Regions from separate parts of the Ovis aries genome. Here region 2 is linked to region 1. A link is a contact called in public Hi-C data. All regions are on one chromosome and are shown on one strand. The core of a region is the stretch at or near the end of the contact, and the rest is flanking DNA. Distances in the headings are between cores, read along the strand shown.

Evidence for each region. Hi-C and Micro-C count contacts between places; a contact is called where the count stands out from the background.
Region 2: a contact with region 1 is called in a Hi-C map of hypothalamus, with 5 times the contacts expected there. The contact joins two enhancer-like sites. A contact is called at or near these places in 7 of 16 Hi-C or Micro-C datasets (hypothalamus, liver, muscle and 3 more).

The regions. Positions count from the first base shown.
Region 1 is chr3:94,910,892-94,916,066 of ARS-UI_Ramb_v3.0, forward strand. It overlaps SPR (sepiapterin reductase), which reads left to right. Exons shown (of 3, transcript XM_004006069.5): 3 at 913-1,710. The coding sequence ends at 1,103. Among named protein-coding and RNA genes, the nearest start is that of SPR, 6.8 kb to the left of the region's middle. Within about 2 kb of position 3,785, at least 10 of the 54 cell types and tissues checked have an H3K27ac peak or open chromatin away from gene starts, as enhancers often do. A contact at or near this core is called in hypothalamus, where this site is marked.
Region 2 is chr3:95,199,355-95,204,673 of ARS-UI_Ramb_v3.0, forward strand. No RefSeq gene overlaps it. Among named protein-coding and RNA genes, the nearest start is that of NOTO, 26 kb to the right of the region's middle. Within about 2 kb of position 1,592, at least 2 of the 54 cell types and tissues checked have an H3K27ac peak or open chromatin away from gene starts, as enhancers often do. A contact at or near this core is called in hypothalamus, where this site is marked.

The sequences.
Region 1 (5,175 bases), core at 2,535-5,034:
CCATAAATCTATTCTCTATGTCTGTTTCTCCATTGCTGCCCTGCAAATAAATTCTTCAGTACCGTTTTTCTAGATTCCGTACATATGCATTATTATACGATGTTTGTCTTTCTCTTTCTGACTTACTTCACTCTGTATGATAGGCTCTAGGTTCATCCACCTCATTAGAATTGACTCAGATGCATCCCTTTTTATGGCTGAGTAATATTCCACTGTGTATATGTACCACAACTTCTTTATCCGTTCATCTGTTGATGGACACCTAGGTTGCTTCAGTATTCTAGCTATTGTAAATAGTGCTGCAATGAACAATGGGATGCATGTGTCTTTTTCAATTTTGGTTTCCTCAGGGTAGGAAACCAAGCTAGGAGTGGGATTGCTGGGTCATATGGTGGTTTTATTCCTAGTTTTTTAAGGAATCTCCACACCGTCTTCCATAGTGGCTGTATCAATTTACATTCCCACCAACAGTGCAGAGCGTTCCCTTTTCTCCACAGCCTCTCCAGCATTTATTGTTTGTACAATTTTGGGGAACGACAGGGAGCCACCTAGGGCCATGGGAGTTGACCTGGTGCTGGAGTAGGCTGGCTCGGGAGGCCCTGAGAAGTTGGTTGCTCACTTCACTCTCCTCCGACAGGGAGGAGAATGTCTCTCTCCACTCTGGGACTTTGAGGAGGAATGATGGGGTAGTGTGAATCTGTGGATTTGGTAGTCTAAGGGGACCGTGTTCAGTGAACTTTGGATGAGCCTAGAGCTCGATAGTGACAGTGTGGAGCCTTTGGTGATGCTGACCACATGTCAGCCAAGGTGAGGTGTTGCCTCTGGCCAGACCTGACTCCACCCAACTCCACACATACATCAGGGGCCCCTGCCTCAGCCATGTCCCCTCATCTTCTGCTCTTCATCCCCTAGGTCCCCTGGACACTGACATGCAGCAGTTAGCCCGGGAGACCTCTGTGGACCCAGACTTGCGAAAAAGCCTGCAGGAGCTGAAGAGAAAGGGGGAGCTTGTGGATTGCAAGATATCAGCCCAGAAACTTCTGAGCTTGCTGCAGAATGACAAGTTCAAGTCTGGAGCCCATATTGACTTCTACGATGACTAAGACCATGCCCTTGGTTTTAGGGGCTTTCTTCCCCCTCTTACAGGCACACCCAGGAGCCCTGTGCCTCCCTACATGCTGCCACAGTGGCGCTGCCAACCCTGCCTTACACAGATAAGCACTCATGCTTACTGCCCTGCCCGCAGATCCAACCACCTGTGAGGGCCCTGGGTGGCTGGAGTCCCCAGTTTTCAGTTACCTGTAGTAGGAGTGGACTTGGGAGAGACGAGTTATGGCTGTTGGTGTTCTTTCTCCCTAGAAATAGAATTTTAGGAATGGGAAAACTAGGACAGGAAGCTAAAAACACTGAGAAAAGGAGGCTGGGTCTCCGGCCCATGACTGGCCCACGGGGAAGGAGGGATGAGCTAGTGTCAAACAGGAGGACCCATGTAAACTGACAGATGGCCTGGAGGGATAGGAGGACAGCAAAGTCCCAGCCCATAGGGATGCTCTTTGCCAGGGTAGCAAGACCTTCGCTTGAACTCTGTGTCCTCATTCTGATGCTTCCTCCCTCCAGAATCTGCCATCTATCCACCAGAAGGGGGAAAGGAGCCTGAGAGTTTCTGTACATGTTAAAGGCAGATACAAATAAAATGTGGATTGTCCTTTATTAATACCTGCTTTCTCTTCTGATACAGGTCCTATGACTAACTCCCTGGTTTCCTCGACTCAAGGGGTATTCCTGAGGCAGTTAATCCAAACTTGGGGTGTTGCCCTCATGTCCTGGGGCGTCTTGGGGCTGTCTGCTTCTTCTCACAGAGCCCCACTCAGTAGCAAACCCAGGTTCAAACAAAGTTGTCCTAGGTGGCCTGCCCAGATACCTGTGCCTCCATTATGCCTTTGCCTATTCTTACCCCAGTCTTATGCCCTTTCCTCGCCCTTGACCTATTCAAAGAGTAGCCAGCCTTTTGGGCCTGGCTTGGAGCTCCCCCGCCCTTGGGGAAGGGTGGTTTCCCTGGCTCTCAGATTCCCAACTCTGCCCTTTACCCACATGGCAATGCTCTGGATGGATCCCAGATCTTCAGGGGACCTGTCGTGGGCCCTCCTGATAACATTTATCTGCGCCACGGACCTGATCCTCAGAGGGTTGGACATAGGACCAACATGCCTTTGTGGGAGGTAGACAAGATTCTAAGAGGGAAAAACCCTGAGAAACCAAGGGTGCGCTCCTCCTGCAGATCAGTAGGTGTGGGCTAGGCTGAGAGCTCTGCAGTGGTGGTGGTCTACAGCCAGCCAACCCTTTGTCCCTGTTCCTTATTTGGTCAGAGAGACCATGGTTCCTGCCAGCCATCGGGCCTCAGCCCTGCCTCTGATTGCTGGACAGATCTCTTTGTTCCTCCTTGTGCACAGCAGAGGGCGCACTGAAGCCATGCCTCCTGGGGAACCAGAGGCAGCACGGGTCCCTGTGGAGGCAGGCCCTGAGCTAGAGCTGGCAGTGCCCTGCTGGGTTCCCTAGGAGGGAGGGAGTAACTCATGCGCTTTTCTTCACCCAGCGGAGCCTTTGCCCTCAGTGGAGTCAAAGGCCCTGTGCTCACCCCTGCTCTGCCACCGGGGGCAGGCTACTCCTCTTACTTCAGTTTCCCTATCTGAAAAAAGTGGATTATAATGGTGCCTCCCTCAAAGGGGCATCATGAGTATTAAATGACCTGATGTTTGTAACTGCTAAGCACAGTGCTGGCACTGCACCAAGTGCCTGCAGAAGCTGATACTATTTATTGCCTTTTAATATCTGGATGGGGTGTCCCTGATGGGTCCCCAGTAAAGGAGCCACCTGGGTTCTATCCCTGGGTCAGAAAGACACCCTGGAGAAGGAAATGGCAACCCATTCCAGTATTCTTGCTTGGAGAATTCTATGGACAGAGGAGCCTGGCCAGGCTACAGTCCATGGGGTCACAAAGAGTCAGACACAAATTGAGCAACTAGCAGTAACAGAATCAAGATCCAGAGCATGCTGTAGCCTCATCTCCGTGTGGCTCAGACGCCCGTTCCCTTGCCTGACCTATGGCGAGAGCCCCTCACTGCAGCCCCTGTAACCCCTGCCTCCTGGGCTGGGGTTCTGTCTGGACAGCTTGTCCTGGATTCACCAGTGAAGTCGCTCAATCACATCCGACTCTTTGCGACCCCATGGACTGTAGCCTATCAGGCTGCTCCATCCATGGGATTTTCCAGGCAAGAGTGCTGGAGTGGATTGCCATTTCCTTCTCCAGGGGACCTTCCCAACCCAGGAATCGAACCCGGGTCTCCTGCACTGCAGGCAGACGCTTTACCGTGGGAGCCATGAGGCAGGAAAATGCTTGAGGCTTGGAGTGGAATCCTCCGTCTTGCTTCCCTCTGTGATAGAGATGCTGTGGGCCCTGGGCAGGGACTTGTCTCTGGGCTTCAGTTTCCTTAGAACAGATGAGCTTTAAGATTCTTTCCTGCAAACTTTTCTCCAAGGTGCTTCAAATGTGGTCAGGCTGCATCTGCAGTTCTCAGATTGGCCTCTGTGGGTGGGGCTGGGCCAGCCTAGGCTACTTCTGTCTGGTGAGTGTGGGACAGATCTCCTCTCCTGGCCTCTCGCTCCCAAGGGAATGTAAGGGCAGTCGGCACCAGCAAAATGTATGATGTCGGGTGGGGCTGTCTCTCTCCCCAGGAAGCTGGTTGACCAAGACTTAGGGAGAAGTACCACATGTCCCCACAAGGTGGCAACACACTCCCGCGCCTGACATGTCCTCTCTCAGCTTGGAGCCGGGGGTTTAAGAGCCTTGGAAACCCTAGACCTTTCTCTCTGCCTGTGCTTTTCTGGACTCTCAGGGGCCCCCAGGGAGCTGGGGAGGCAGAAAGAGCCGGGATCACTCTCGCCGGTGGTTCCTCTTGGCCTCTGTAGTGATCCCTGTGCTCGGACCATAGGGATTTCCCAGGCCTTGCTTCTTGGGCTGGACTCAGCCTCCCCAGGGCCTGCACCCCTGGGGCGGGGAGGCCTTCCTGCCACCTCAGGGGCAGCCATGTGTGTTCTCAGAGTGCATGGCCTGTCCTTGGCTACCACACACACGAGCGCACTCGAACACACACACAGTACATGCCTGCACGTGCCTGGAGCTCAGCTGCTGGCCGTGCGGGCCTCAGATTAGCCTAAAGACAAACAAGGTCTCTTTGTCTGTGGCCTGAATGAGCTGGTAGTTTTTCGGTTTTGTGTTTAATACGCCTGAGCTGGAGGCCAGCAGCTGGCCTGTGGGAGCGGGGGAGGGGGATAGTCCAGGCGCACCCCAGGGAGCCCAGCACCCACCTCTCCTAGAGCATGACCAGAGGGGGTTGGGTTGATCAGAAGCTCCCTTCCCACCCCCAATTCCTCTCCTTCGTCCCCTGAATAAAATACAGGCTGGTGCCTGAGTCCGCTGGCCAAGGCTAGATGTGAGCAGCTGTTTCTACCTGGCCTCAGGACCACTCCTGGGGCAGGGTACCACCAGCTCTCCCTGGGGTCTCACCTCAGAGCTGGGCTTGGGGTTGCTGCCTCCAGCCTCCTCTCACCCAGCCTCTCCCTGCAGAGCACAGCCTCCTGTGCAGACGTGTGTGCAGTAATTCCTGCTCCCAGTGCCCAGCCTTGCGCCCTCACCACAGGACCCATCGGGGTCCTGTGCGGTGGCAGGGATGGGGGTGAAAGTACTGCCAGTCACCAGGCGGGATCCCCACAGCATCACACAGTGATGGGGTAGCGGCGAGGGAGGTGGGCCTGAGGACACCAGGCAGCTTGCGGGGCCGTTAGCTGAGGATTCACTGTGAGCCTCTGGGGTCACTGAAGATGGGGTTAGAGGGTAGCTGGACAGAGGAGAGACTGAGCTGTTGTTGCTTCTCTGCCCCAGCCCCAAGGTCTTCTGCCTGCAGTGCTGGGAGGCAGGGCTAAATGCTGGACATTCCCTCAGACTTGAAGTAAGGCCCACCTCCCCACTCCCACCCCAAATTATCCCACTCCAGCAAGACTCCCCTCCCCTCCCCTCTGTCTCCCATTTCACCCAGCCTCACAGCTCTAACTGCCCCTAGGGTGAGCTGAGAGAGTCCTGAACTTTGACTTTCAGGAAGCGGTTGGGAAAAGGAAGGA
Region 2 (5,319 bases), core at 342-2,841, 290 kb after region 1:
TCTTCCCTTTCAAAGTCAGGCTGTATGTTCTCTTAGAACTGAGCAGTTTGGCTCTGAATAGGATCTGCCCACACTCGCCCCCACCTCCAGACAGCTGGAGCTTAAAAAGTTAGTGGGCTGGTCGGGGAGGTACTTGTGCCTATGAGGGCCTTTGTTCCTTAGGAGTGACACAGGTTCTCTCCCAGGGAACCCCACCCAGTTCCTCACTCCTCTGACTGGCTCCTCTGCTCCTTTCCCCACCCCACCGAGATCCCTTGGGAGGTAAGGCCACTTTGTAATCTTCCCCTGTTCTTGGAAAGCTTATGAAGTCCCTTCTCTGGCTGTTGACACCTCTGAACTAAACAGGCTTCCTTTTCACCCTCTCCTGAGGTCCTTAGTGAGCTGCTGGAACCTCTAGAAATGATCAGGCAACTACCAGTTCCAAGATTCAGGAGGTTAAGACCTCACCTCAAGAGAAGTTGTGGCTAAAACCACCAGGAAGCTGCCCTCACCATGGGTGGACATACTGACCAGACAGTGCAGCCTGTGGAGGGCAATGCAGCCACATCAGCCATTTCAAATGAACCTCTCTCTCATCCCAGGAGTTACACAAGAATCTCTCCTTAAAAGTGCTTGCAGGGAGCACAGCACCTAGGAGGATGTTTGTCATGAGGGGAAAGAGAAAAAAATCTTAAAGCCCATCAGTGGTGGACTGGCTCAACCGTTTGCATGCTGTGCAACCGTTTGTGAAAAATTTGGTGGAGGTATATATACCGACACAGAGACGTGTCCAATATATATTAAATGAGGAATAAAGCAAGTTTAAAATAGTTTAAAATACTTTGATGCAATGATTTTTTGTAAAAATTGTTATAATAAATGTTAGTATATGTATGGGACAGAAGTAAACCTGAAAAAATGGTGGTTATTTTGTTAGGAGGTTATAGAGAAGCTTTCATTTTCTTAATAATAATTTTGGTATTGTTTAGTTTTTACACAAAATGTATATATTAGCTTCGGAATTCGAAAAGAAAAATAAGTCTATGGACCATCTTGTCAGGACAGAAGGGTCTTGACTGGAAGCACATTTGAGGCTGGCAAGGATTATGCTCTGGCAGGAAGACGGGTCCCACCAACACACTGACATCTCCTAGGTGTAACTTTCCTCGAAACCTCCCTGCCTGCTCCCGCTCGGTCCCTTCCCTCCCTTCCGCCCCAAGGTTGGGAAGGTAGCCAGACGAGAATTGTAGTCTTTTTTTGTTTTGACAGTTGGGGATATCCTGCAACTGGCTATTTTCTTCCAGCCAGTTGAACCAGCGGGTCATGCCTGTCTCTACCCCACAGTTAGGAAGCGTTGACTTCACCAGCTGGAAAGCAGTGATCTTAGACACCGGACACAACGTCCCTCCTTGCCCCTCTAGTGCCCTCGGAGCACAGCGCTGCGTACCACCTTCCGACTCGGGCTTCATTTCCCGGAGTTTCTGAGGGGTCTGTAGACCAAGCTGATCCTAACCCCTAACTAAGCTCCCAGGTGAAAGACCTCTTCTTCCTTGCTCCGAGACCCGGCGGATGCGATTGCAGCCTGCAGCCAGCGGAGGCGGTGCCCACATCACACGGTCTGCGCGCGCCCCCTGCTGCCCGCTGTGAGAAATGACACTCTCCATCGGCCTGGCCCTTTGGCCCTTCAGTCGGAGAGCTAAGCGCCAGGACCCCTTCTCCCTGAACCTTTCCTGTGGCAGTCGTTCCCCAGGCCTTGTTAGGACAGCGCCCAGGCATTTAAAAAGCAAAATGGTGCCTCCGTGAATGGGCACAGCACCCCCGAGGCTATAATCCCACCTCGGAGGAGGCCTAAGTGACTTTTCTGCATCACGTTACGCAGGTAAGATGTAGGAGCAAACCACAGCCTACGTTTCCTGACAGCAAGTCCAGACGTCTACGAAGCTCTGAGGGAACAGAGGGCGTAAATTCTCCAAGCACTGTATGAGGAGCTCTGCGGAAACTGAGAAGATAGGGTCCTGCTTCCCGAAAACCTAGAGCCCCAGAGCAGGAGCAGGCCTGATTCTGTGTCCTGTCAGCTGCCCTCGCGGCCAGGGGCCAGCCCTGTGAGTGTAGCTGTTCTGCCCTGGGCTGGACCTGCCCAGGCGGTGAGCATTGACAGGGGCCTCCCCAACCAACTCCAGCTGTGCTTCCAGCAAACAGAAAAGCCCCCGCTCAGGAAAGCTCCAGAAGCAGCTCCCCCAGGGGTGAAGCTGTGAGTTCCCTGGGGAAGGAGAGACAATGCAAGGTCAGGGCCAGAGGATCCTGAAGGGAGGAGATGGTGCCCTTCTGCTGTGTACTGGCTGTGACGCCTGGATAAGTGGCTTGCCCTGCCTGAGCCTTACGTTCCCTATCTGTAAAACAGTATTCATAATTTATCACAGGTTGAGAAGTGCATTCACTGCTACAGCTTCGCCATATCTAGCACACAGCACATGACCCGCAAATGTCCATTAACAGTGTAATGGAAAAATAAATTGTAGTCTATTCATTTTTTGAATACTCTGAAGAAAGTGAAAGTTGCTCAGTCTTGTCCAGGTCTTTGTGACCCCGTGAACTATAGCCTGCCAGGCTCCTTGGAATTTTCCAGGCCAGAATACTGGAGTGGGTAGCCGTTTCCTTCTCCAACGGATCTTTCCAACCCAGGGATTGAACCTAGGTCTCCTGCATTGCAGGAAGATTCTTTACTGTCCGAGCCACCAGTGAAGTCCGAATACGCTAAACCCGTTAAAATTAATAAACTATAGCTACATATAGAAAGTGAAGAGGAACTAAAAAGCCTCTTGATGAAAGTAAAAGAGGAGAGTGAAAAAGTTGGCTTAAAGCTCAACATTCAGAAAACGAAGATCATGGCATCCGGTCCCATCACTCCATGGGAAATAGATGGAGAAACAGTGGAAACAGTGGCAGACTTTATTTTTGGGGCTCCAAAATAACTGCAGATGGTGATTGCAGCCATGAAATTAAAAGACGCTTACTCCTTGGAAGGAAAGTTATGACCAACCTAGATAGCATATTCAAAAGCAGAGACATTGCTTTGCCAACAAAGGTCCGTCTAGCCAAGGCTATGGTTTTTCCTGTGGTCATGTGTGGATGTGAGAGTTGGACTGTGAAGAAGGCTGAGCGCCAAAGAATTGATGCTTTTGAACTGTGGTGTTGGAGAAGACTCTTGAGAGTCCCTTGGACTGCAAGGAGATCCAACCAGTCCATTCTGAAGGAAATCAGCCCTGGGATTTCTTTGGAAGGAATGATGCTAAAGCTGAAACTCCAGTACTTTGGCCACCTCATGAGAAGAGTTGACTCATTGGAAAAGACTCTGATGCTGGGAGGGATTGGGGTCAGGAGGAGAAGGGGACGACAGAGGATGACATGGCTGGATGGCATCACTGACTCGATGGATATGAGTCTAAGTGAGCTCCGGGAGTTGGTGATGGACAGGGAGGCTTGGCGTGCTGCGATTCATGGGGTCACAAAGAGTCGGACACGACTGAGTGACTGAACTGAACTGAACTGAACTGAACATATAGCAAACTCACATAGTGCTGAGTGAAAGAGGTAACCTGAAAAAGGACAAGTACAATGTGATACCACCTATATAAAGTTTAGAAGCATGCAAAACATTTCATGCTGTATGCTGCTTAAGGATAAGTAACTATGGAAGAATTGTTAAGAGCATGAATGGAAATTATAGCACCAGGTTAGAACAGTAATTAACACCAGTGAATGGAACTGGTGAGAAGTATAAGGGGGCTATATATATGTCCATGATACACTTTTTTTTAAAAGATTTATTTATTTATTCATTTTAATCTGTTGACCATGGGGGGTCTTTGTTGCTGCATGCGGGCTTTCTCTAGTTGCAGCCAGCAGAGGCTACTCTTCATGCCGGAGCCCAGGCTTCCCATTGCAGTGGCTTCTCTTGTTGCGGAGCACAGGCTGTAGGCTCGCGGGTTTCAGTAGCTGCAGCCTGTGGCCTGCAGGCTCTAGGATATGGACTCAGTAGTCGGTTGCTCCACGGCATGTGGGATCTTCCTGAACCAGGAATCAAACTGGTGTCCCTTGCATTACAAGGCGGATTCTTAGCCAGTGGACCACCAGGGAAGCACTATAATGCACTTTTACTTAAAAAACAAAACAAAACAAAACTGAAATAAACATAGCCAAAGTTGACAACGTTGGATGGTGAGTTCTTGGGTATTTATCATATCTTTGTCTATTTCAAACATAGTGTTTGAAATACTTTATTATAATAAAAAAAAGAAGATAACAGTTGCTCACCTAATAATAGACCCTTTGATAACCTCCTGCTTTCAGCAGCCCTGCATCCTCACTTGACCAGTTCTCCTCCATCGTTACTCTTATCCAGCCGTGTTTTTCTTGCTGCTGCTAAGTCGCTTCAGTCGTGTCCGACTCTGTGCGACCCCATAGACGGCAGCCCACCAGGCTCCCCCGTCCCTAGGATTCTCCAGGCAAGAACACTGGAGTGGGTTGCCAGTTCCCTCTCCAATTCATGAAAGTGAAAAGTGAAAGTGAAGTCACTCAGTCATGTCTGACTCTTGGCGACCCCATGGACTGCAGCCCACCAGGCCCCTCCGTCCGTGGGATTTTCCAGGCAAGAGGACTGGAGTGGGGTGCCATCGCCTTCTCTGGTTTTTCTTGTCAAACTAGAACCCAAATGCAGATAACTCCCCAATCCAGCCCAGATACCTTCTCTTACCCAACTTCTTGTCAGAGGTCTCCGCAGCGATGTTTCTCAGACCCTAACCCTCAATATGGCCAGAAGTACCCCCAAAAGGACATGTTGAAAGGAGATACTCAGATCTCTTGTGGAAACTTTTGAATGCTGATGATAAATAAAAAGATCTTGCAAGCTTTTTAACAGCAGAAGGGTTTTCTGCAAATAAAAGCCAACCTGACAGCAGGCTTTTCATCTGCACGTGAGATGTTAGGAAACAGCTGTCAGGAGCAAGGGGACTCCTGTCCACAGGGCACCGAAGAGAACTTTAAAACAGTTTTGAGTAAAAAGGAACAAGGAGAAAAAATTTACCATTTATGTAAATTAAGAACACATATACAAAACAGCCCTGCATATTTTTCATGGATCCATAAATATTCAATAACAGATAACAAATATATGAGGGAAAAGTTTATTAGGGGAGCAGGAGGACTGGCAAGAGGATGAGGACAAAGAGGGAAAGCCAGGCGGATGGCGGTGGCCAAGAAGAGGCAGGAAACATTACCTCAATCCTCTGCTCCTGAGGTCCAAAATGCGAAAACATCATTGAAAAAGAAATTGAAGTTGCT